Regions from separate parts of the Mus musculus genome. Here regions 1 and 2 are each linked to region 3. The links are chromatin contacts, called in public Hi-C and HiChIP or PLAC-seq maps. All regions are on one chromosome and are shown on one strand. Each heading gives the region's core, a stretch centred on a gene start, on an enhancer-like site or on the middle of the called end of the contact. The rest is flanking DNA. Distances are from core to core; before and after follow the strand shown.

Region 1 (3,028 bases), core at 434-2,933, 180 kb before region 3:
CCATTTCTCCCTTTCCCCTGGAAGAGCGCCCAAATTCCCCAGTCTTGATGATATCATATAAATCCTATTGCTAACTACCTAGTCTCCCCCACAAATGAACCCAATATTACCCAGGTTCTCCATAGAAACAGAACAAATAGGTTATATACAGACATACACAGATATATCAGGGCATTTTATTGTGAAAATTGATTCATGAGACTGTGGAGGGCTCTCACTATATCCCACAGTGGACAGCACTTGTCTGTCTGGGTCTGGCTTACTTTGCTTGGTAAAGTTATCTCCAGTTCTCTCTGATGGTGGCTCCATTTGATAGAGAAGGCAAGAGATTACGATCAGATTTTTTTTCTCATGAGTTTCAGATCTCCATGCCTTCAACATGTCTTAAATAAAGTATATCTGTAACAAAATTTCATATTTCTGTATTAATAATCATTCAATTTTTAAAAATTAAGATTAAAATTTAGTACTAATAGATGTTAAGGCTAACATTTCCATGGTCTGTTCACACTGACCCCCTCTAAAATTCTGTCTTTTTTTCAAGGAAGTTCTTTCTTTCTTTCTTTCTTTTTTTCTTTTTCTTTTTTTTCTTTTTTTGCTTTAAGTACAAGCTTGGATAAATATGGAAATAATTGCTTTTAGCATCATGCATGCCATTAAGCTTGTGAGTCTGACTCCTGCCCTGTGTGCCATAATTCTGAGGTGAAGGAGGATGGCTTAAGTATTTTTTTGCATTTTATAAACGAGTAAGAATAGATGAAAAATCTCATTAGAAAAATGGGCTAGGGTGATTATCAAAGGAGTTAGAAAAGAAGAAAGAAAACTAGCCAGGGAGTGTATGAGTGGGCACACCATGTGGAAAGCGCGTTGACCTCAATGGTACAGAATTCCAACTGAACCAATAAGGAGGCATCATCTAACCCGGTCAGCCCAGCCCAGTGTGAAGGAATGGCTGCCCTCCTCCACTGCTGTAGGGAACGGAGATCTGTGCGCTGTCTGCTGATTGATAACGTGGATGAAAAGGCTCAGAGCTGCCCTTTGCTCCGACTCTGTCCCACTTCTAGAAACTTGTTTAAGGGAACACCGGGCCAGCTACAGTAGTGTACGTGAAGGGAGATTCGCTCGGCCTTGCTGACACCGGGAGGGTGAGCCCCCATTTCTCTGACACCCTCCTCATTTCTGTGGGGAGGTGCTGCCCCTGTGGCATCTGTGCCCTCATCCAGACCTCTTAGGGCACAAGAAATAACTTGTTGAGTTTCGGGGCAGGTCTCTGCCTCTACTACAGTCTGCCTGCAGAGTCTGAGCTCTCTGGGCTGCCCGCTAAAATGGCTTTTAGGGGAAGACATCCCTTCTTTGGGAAGGTCTGATCTGCAGCTCTGCCTGTTCCCGTGGGGGATGGGTCTTCTTTTAAGTCCAGGTTAAGAAGAGATAGTGAATGGCTGAAGCAAAGGAGCAGCTACATCAAGAGGCGAGGGAGAATGTGAACACACAGCCTCGGGAAGTACCAGTTTTGGGAGGGGCAAGCAGCCCCTGGCTTGTCGGAGCTCAGCAAGGGTGAACGGAGAGCTACAGAGTCTAGAAAGAACACCTGGCTTTGCAGAACGGACTGAGGGAGCGACAGTGGGAGCAGGGCCACTGTGAGGGGCGATTATTGCAGCTTTCTACAACCAGAAGATGGCGATATGGTTGAAATGGAGACAGGCGTGAGTGGCTTTGAGAGATGCTGAGGAGCGAAATCTCAGGAGATAGTGACGATCTGGACAAAAGGGACGAGACAATGGTTTCATGTGGTTTTGTTTTTTGTTTTTAACCAATCGGGTAGGTGTGCTGGTAAGATACATAAGAATCTAATACACAACACATAGGCACATAAGAAAGGTAGCTAACCTGGTTTTCACAATCTAAAGTATTAGCACCATTCCCTGTGAAGAAGAGGATTTTGCGCATGAGCGGTGAACTGAACACACCCGTAGGCGCTACATTGGTCAATGTAGATGGAGGACTTTGTTTATATTTCAGCGTACATGAAGCACCACTTTAGAAGTCATGTGGGACACCAATCTTCCAGGACTCAAGCGGGCTCACAGAGATCAGGGCTCCTGCCTGTATGGGTCTGACCTAAGTCCTCTGTGGTGCAGCGGACCATGCCAGACAACTTGGTAAGGTCGAGTGGATTCAGAAACCCCGGGACCCTCATACCTGCATATGGTAGGTGTTTCATCTACTCTGGACCAGATTTCTGTGCTAGAACACATGACTGTGACACCCCACGGAGAGGACGGTGACCATGCACAGGCAGATGAGGCATCCTTAACATCTCGGGGTAAGCCAACAGAAAGCATCTGCTCTTAGACCCCAATCCACCCCAAAGTGTATATAAGACCCTGTCGACAGGAATAAAGTACTCGTTATTTTGTCAAGGACTGTCTGAGTGTCTGCTGTATAGAGCTGTAACACTTTGGGCAAGAGATACTCTCCCCTGGAGCCTTTTCAACTTCTCAGCGGGCTCCTCTGGAGTAGCAGCTGCTGAAAAGACCCAGCAGACAGCTGGCCTACATCTGATATCTCCCCACTTCCAACCCTCACCTACCAGCACAGTGTCCTGCAGTGTAAGACTGACTCCTCTTCCCCTTTGGAAAATACAACTCTTTGGCTGCTCTGGAGGGGCCAGAGCCCCACAGATCTCCGCAGACAGCATCTAGTACACAGACAGGCAGTCTTCTGCGTATATGTTATGATCATGTAGCTGGTATTCTTGTAGGATTTTTAATAGAGGGAGATGCGTTTGTCTCCGACTTTTGTGCCTGCCACTGGGGCCTCTTTCCACCTACTGAGTTGCCTCATCCAGCCTCGATGTGAGAATATGCGCCTGGTCTTACTGTAGCGTGTTTTATGCCCTGTTTGGTTGATGTCCCTGGGAGACCTGCTCTTTTCTGAGGGGAGGTGAAGCAGCTATGAGTCTAAGGGAAAGGGGAGATGGGGTGGAAGAGATAGGGGAAGGGGAAGGAGGACAAACGGCAGTTGGGAT
Region 2 (3,190 bases), core at 332-2,831, 140 kb before region 3:
GCCATCAAACCCGTATCTATCCAGACTGGTAGGTGGTCCAAATGCAGGTGAGTTCGTAGATGGCTCAATTGTTTTGCTTAACCTAAAGAATTTCAGGTGTTGGATTTTTATATGTTCAGATGCAGGAGACTCAAGCCATGAGCAGCGTCTCTGAGATGTTGAAACATTTGCAATATTTAAGAAAAACATTGCTGCAATAACTTCCCACACCAACATGGCTCTTGAATGATTCAGAGAGGTTTGCTGGATGGAACGGAGTTAGAGGCAGTTTGGGAAGTTCCCCATCAAAGGTCAGATAATATGAGAATATTCTTCCACACATGGCTGAGGAATGGGTAAAGCTTCTTCTTCCCAATTTGCCACTGACTTCCTGTTTTACCCCCACTGTTTTTCTAGGAAACAAAATGACTTAACCTTTGGCTGTTTAGAAATAGCATCTTTGGAGAACTACCCAGGCTCTAAGTTATAGGAAATCACTTAGATATAGTCATTCTGGGATGTAATATACTGCAGCACTGAATCACAACCCCAGCTTTTCTGTGAGTGCTCACCCACTTACCTAACTGTTAGGTAGAACATTTCTAGGCACCTAGAAAACATAAAAAAAAAAAAAAAAAAGAAGATCCCAGTTTCCTAGATTTTTGCAATCTGTAGTGGAGAGTTGTAGCAAGAAGGCACTTGGGATGATTGAATTCAGTCTGTGGCAGAGGTGAGATGAGACCTCTGAGGGAAACACATTCCTTCAGGACTTGGAGGCGATAAAATTGCTGAGGAAGGGAGTAAGGTTGGGGCCTCTTCTTTTCCATCTTCCACTCTAGGTTTTATTTCTTTTGAGTCTTACCACAAAAGAGCTCAGAGTGGCCCCAACATAGCAGGTTAGTGGTGTGATGGAACCACTATTTACATAGCTTCATTAGCTTCTTATTTGATTGGAATGAAAATATTCCCCACTGATGGGTGAGTGACCTAACGCAGCAGCAAGTTACTTGGGATTGCTTAGTGGCTCATGCTCAAAGCAGAGCACATTTGTTTACAGGAGTTGTGCCTTTTTAGGCAGGGCCAGCCACTTCGTTTGCTTCTTTTGAAGTCTCTTCTGCCTGCATTTGCTGGTTTGTGGCTGGGTGTTATCAGGGCAGATAACCACAGTGTGGTCATCTGTCTGTGGTTAGGCTATTAGAGAGTGGGAAGATGGCCTTGCTCTAATTGTGCACAATCATATCTCCACCTCCCTCCACACTTTTTCTCCTGGTGACTGTGATGGTTAGCTCTAATGATGGGCCTTCCACAGTCTAGAATCACAGCATGAGAGAGCCTCGTAGAGCATGTGTACATCAGGTTGGCCTTAGGGCATTCCTAGGAGGGACTTTTCTTAATTAGGATAATTGTTGTGGGAAGACCCAGCCCACTTTGGGAGGTACCATACCCTAGGTTGGGCTCTGGCTTATCTAGGGAGAGTGAGAATGAGCTGCGGACCAGGCAGGCATGAATTATTTCTGTCTTTGCCCTTAGATATGATGTGACTGAGTCATGCAGTGTGACCTCAAATTGTGAGTTCAGTAAACCTTTTTTTCCCCTGAGTTACTTTTGTTAGTGATTGTATCACAGTAATGGAGGTGACACAGGGACAGTCACCGACTTGTAAAGCCTCATGACAACGTGATGGAAACCAAAACTACAAGAGGTGTTTGTGATGCGACAAAAGCGACAGTGTGGGGTGCCCCTCCCCCAGTGACCGATCCCTCCTCAGCCCAAGTGAATCAAACCTCTCCCTCCCTCCCAAGATTCCTTTTTATAGAGGGGATGCTAGGCTGTTTGCCATGATGGAGTTCTCAGAAAGGAAAGGAAGACTGGGCAACAGCCTCATGGTGCAGGAGGATTGACCCTCCCTGCCCCCCAGCTTTGAAGTCAGACATGATAGCACAGTGGCAGGGAATAAGGAAAGGACAGGATTGCAAAAGGCATATTAGTAAAACAAGGCTCTTCTTTCCTCCCTCTCTGCTACCTTCCTCCTCCTCCCTTCCTCCCATCTCCTGCCCTCTCCTGACCTCTCTCCCTCCCTTCCTCCCTCTCCCTGTCATCTTGCTTTATAGAGCAGGATGACCTTGAACTTCATAGTTCTCTTGCCTCCACCTCCTCAGTACTGAGATCACTGGCACGACTTAGAAAAATGTGGGATTTCTTAATGACTTTCTAAATCTTGTTTTTAGTTATTTTACTGTGATTCTTGCATATGATGAGACTAAAATTAAATCACACTATGGGTGCACATAATATCATCATACAATTCCATGAATGTGTCACTGTGGACTAGTCCTAGCCTGGCTTATCTGTGGGTTTCTAGTTGAGTCTCTATTTTGGTGACTTGTGTGAACAACTCTCAGAAGAGACATGCAAGTTGTCAACAAGTACATGAGCAAACAGAGAACATTACCAATCAGAAGAATATAAATAAAAATCACAAGATAGCATCTCACCCTGGGTGGAATGGCTCAGAATGGGTACTGTTAAAAAAAAAAAAAAAAAAAAGAAGAAGAAGAAGAGCGAGAGATGGATAGACAGATAGACTGACCGACTGTAGGCTTAGATTTTTCAAAACCTACTTTATTTAGGATTCTCAAACTCTTTAACCTCTTCTCTAGCCCACTGACCAGAGGTAAGGGAGAAAGAAGGTCACTTCTAAAACAAACCCACATCCCTTTTCCTATTAACCTTCTCTAGAATTAATTATGTGTGTATGTGTGTCTCTGTGCAGATAAGTGCATGTGCATGCCAGTGCCCATGGAGGACCAAGGCATCAGATCCCCTGGAGCTGGAGTTACTGGCCATTGTGGGCTGCTAAGTATAAGTGCTGGGGTGGAAATTCAGGTCCTCTGGAAGAAATGTATATGTTTTCTTAATGTCCAGCCTCTGGGATCTGAGTTACTGAAATAGTCTTTTAACCTGAACCCCTACCTCCACTTTCCCCACTATTTTTGTGTATTTCTACCATATTGATCTTCAAAATGCTAGTTGGATGGCGCTATTTCTTGCTTACTTCCTTTCCATGGACCCTGTGTTTTCATAAATATTAAGGAGACGTGGCTCTACCCCACAAATTCATATGCATTTGGGGATATCTATTTACCTATTAATCTATCCTATTTACCTATATATCCATCCATCTATCTATCTATCTATCTATCTATCTATC
Region 3 (3,001 bases), core at 330-2,829:
TCTCTGCACCACTCGTCCTTTGGTCTTCTTTCTTAGATGTCAATGCCCCCTCAAGCAGTGTGCTGCTTTTAAGGACAGGATCTCCACATGAACCCCATTTTCTTGTGAATCACTAAAGTCGGGCAGAATTGCATCCAAAACACTGTGAAGACGTCTGAAGTATGCTTGTCTCCAGATAGTTTAAACTGAGATTAGGATTAGGCCATCATTTTCACCTCTGCCCATTTACATCCATGTATTCACATAAAACAGTGCAGAGTTATTTTCTACATGTAAAGCTGCCACAGAAGTGCAGTCGAAGCTATGACCTCTGTATTAGACTGAACCCTGACTGACAGGATTCCTCTACAAGTCCTTTCAGGGTTAAGTAAGAGCATCAGCCTCTGAAGCCATCATTTCTGCTCTACAAGGCCAGGGTAGCAGTACTGCTTTCTCTGGTTCTTGTCAATGAATCCTGAAGAGGGCTCCTTGATGTTGGCTATATTTTTCTACCATTTTTCTTGCCCATTCTCTTTTAGCTTTTTACCCCAGGAATTTGGTCTGACAAATGTCTCCACTTCTGTCATTGACCCACCAGTAATGTTGATGGTCCCATTTTTAAAGCTAGGATGTACTATTATTCTGAGTATGTGATTTTGAGCCTACAAAGGTAACCCAAGAGTATGGTGGCCTCATCCTTTAGAACCCAGTCATCCAATTACTCCAGTGATTGACTTGAGGGGACACTGCCCTGTGCTAGGATGGGTTTCTTCTGTCTAAGTGACAGTTTCTGACCTGAGCTGGGGTTACTGTTGATATTCTTAATGGCTTCATCTTGAACATTTTATTCAACATTCCTTTGTATTGTTTTGCCTGAAATGTTGAAACACGTAAAGTTTTTAATTCAACGGGCACTTACTGAATACACACTGTGCCTCCGATGCTAGGCTGGACTGAGAACGATCCATGAGACATTTCCAGCACCTTCAAGCTATCCCCCTTCATCCTCTGTTGTAGATGAATGAACCCAGTATCTAAAAGTGACCAGACTACTACATAGTGGAGCTGGGCTTGAGAGTCCAGGTCTTTCTGATTGGACCACAGAGCTCTGGTTCCCTTTTTTTTGTTTCACGGGGCTTCTTAGCATGGATGCTACCACAACCTAGAGCCAATGACGACTTTAGGATCCCACAGCAACATTTGGCATTGCTTAAAGCTGACGTCTAATGATTAACTGAGAGGCTGTTCCTAACACTGCCAGTGTCAGTAGAAGTCTGTAAGATTTATGAGACCTGAATGCTAAAAGGCAACTCTCTGAGCAAGCTGGTGCCTGCCCCTGCTTCCTAACTCCAAGTGCAGAGGGAAGAAAGAGTACTTTTTACAACTTAATTTTCTAAGTGACTCAGACATCTTTGGGGGCTTCTTATTTTGTCTGTTTTCTTGAGCCCTCTAAGGACTAACATGCTGGAGAAGGACGGTGATTGTTTCCAGATGCTGGGCTTTGATTGCAAGGAGAGTCGGAACAGCCAAGCAGCGGTGGGGCTGGCCTTGCTGAGTGGAAAATATTCATGCACCACCAGGGAACCCTGCCAAGCCTCTTGCGATGTTTTATTTGTATTGATCTGTGCTTGGCTCAGCCGGCTCAGCCTGAGGTTTTGGGGCTGATTAGAATGACTAGGCAAAAGAACTTGGGTGTTCTTTCTTTTCTCTATGAGCCCTTAGTATGGAACAGATGAATTATTGATTCATCTATACGCATTTAGGTAAGAGATTGAAAAGAATGCACTTTTAGGAATATACTAAGTATCTTAAATTGAATACATTGAGAGAAAAACGAAAACCTCAAAAGAAATTCTGAGAGCTGAAAGAAACTTTTCTCCTCTTAAAGGCCTCATGTAACTTGAAGAACCGACAGATTCACAACCAAGTCATATTAATTTGAAATTTTTACCTTTTGCTTTGAAAACCATGGTTTACTAGTTTCTGTTACCATGGAAACTCCTGGCCCTCACAGAGGATAGGCTTGGATTTCTTGCAGCAGTAACTGCTCAGCAGGTCTTCCCATCTCTCTGAGTTTCTAAGGAGGAGGACATCATTGGAGCTCTCAAAGTTTCCCCTACCCTAAAAATTTTCATTCCCACCAAAAGTGTTCAAAGATCCTTTATTCACACCCTCATTGATACACAGTTTTTATCCTTTTGTAGCTATTCTGGCTACAGTGAGATAATATTTTACTGGTTTTTTTTTGTTTGTTTGTTTTTTGTTTTTGAGGAATTTTGGGGTTTACTAAGACAGTCATGGATTTAAGCACAGGAGTTGAGAGAGAGAGAGAGAGAGAGAGAGAGAGAGAGAGAGAGAGAGAGAGAGAGAGAACACAGACTTAGTGAGAATTACACAGCAAAGATGTGGGTGGCATTCTTAAAAGATTCACAAAACATTGTCTAACTGTTAATTGACACTGCTAAGTTTCTTAAATCATTGTCTTCCCCTTTCCTTTGACCTTTCTTCTCTGTGGGCAGCCTGTTTTGGATGAATGCGGCTTCCTCCGGAGACCCAGTAGAAAACTCTACAAGGGACAAACCACTGACCCACATTCCCAAGACAGATGCCTGACACCACAGAGCTTCCAACTCCATAATTCTGTGACTATCAGTCACGCAGACAAAGCACCAAGCTCCTAGCGTTCTAGCTAGACTCCACCCTCACAGTTACCTGACTATAGCCAGGTGTGCTCTGCCCCATAGTTGCCGGGCAACAGCAAGGTAGCCCAGCCCACTATAAAAGGAGCTGCTTGGCCCCTCTTCTCTTTTTTTAAGCTCTCACTTTTCTTACTCTCTTCTCTAGCCATCCTTCTCTCCCTCCCTTCCCCCCTTCTCTCCACGTGGCCATGGCTGGTCTTCCTCTTTCTACCTTCTCTCTTTCTCCCTGCCTTTCTACAATAAAGCTCTAAAACCATAGACTGTCTCGGCCCTCCATACTTGAATGATGGAATAAGCTTTCCCCTAACGAGCTGCGTCTAACC

What was found. A called contact is a pair of places that touch in the nucleus more often than the background predicts. HiChIP or PLAC-seq counts read pairs in DNA pulled down with a chosen protein or histone mark.
Region 1: a contact with region 3 is called in a Hi-C map of uterus, with 2.6 times the contacts expected there. The contact joins two enhancer-like sites. A contact is called at or near these places in 9 of 484 Hi-C or Micro-C datasets (the N1E-115 cell line, brain, embryonic stem cells and 3 more) and 1 of 115 datasets of contacts at active chromatin or transcription factors (astrocytes).
Region 2: an H3K27ac HiChIP or PLAC-seq map of the NIH/3T3 cell line shows a contact between it and region 3, with 2.9 times the contacts expected there. The contact joins two enhancer-like sites. A contact is called at or near these places in 2 of 15 datasets of contacts at CTCF or cohesin (both in the NIH/3T3 cell line), 3 of 484 Hi-C or Micro-C datasets (granulosa cells and uterus) and 2 of 115 datasets of contacts at active chromatin or transcription factors (the NIH/3T3 cell line and fibro-adipogenic progenitors).

Annotation. Positions count from the first base shown.
Region 1 is chr3:152,065,501-152,068,528 of GRCm38.p6, reverse strand. No RefSeq gene overlaps it. Among named protein-coding and RNA genes, the nearest start is that of Gm31881, 17 kb to the left of the region's middle. Within about 2 kb of position 1,683, at least 10 of the 459 cell types and tissues checked have an H3K27ac peak or open chromatin away from gene starts, as enhancers often do. A contact at or near this core is called in uterus, where this site is marked.
Region 2 is chr3:152,027,747-152,030,936 of GRCm38.p6, reverse strand. No RefSeq gene overlaps it. Among named protein-coding and RNA genes, the nearest start is that of Gm31739, 41 kb to the right of the region's middle. Within about 2 kb of position 1,581, at least 15 of the 459 cell types and tissues checked have an H3K27ac peak or open chromatin away from gene starts, as enhancers often do. A contact at or near this core is called in the NIH/3T3 cell line, where this site is marked.
Region 3 is chr3:151,890,414-151,893,414 of GRCm38.p6, reverse strand. All of the region lies in intron 2 of Gm31596 (a long non-coding RNA gene), which reads left to right. Among named protein-coding and RNA genes, the nearest start is that of Gm31596, 20 kb to the left of the region's middle. Within about 2 kb of position 1,579, at least 120 of the 459 cell types and tissues checked have an H3K27ac peak or open chromatin away from gene starts, as enhancers often do. A contact at or near this core is called in the NIH/3T3 cell line and uterus, where this site is marked.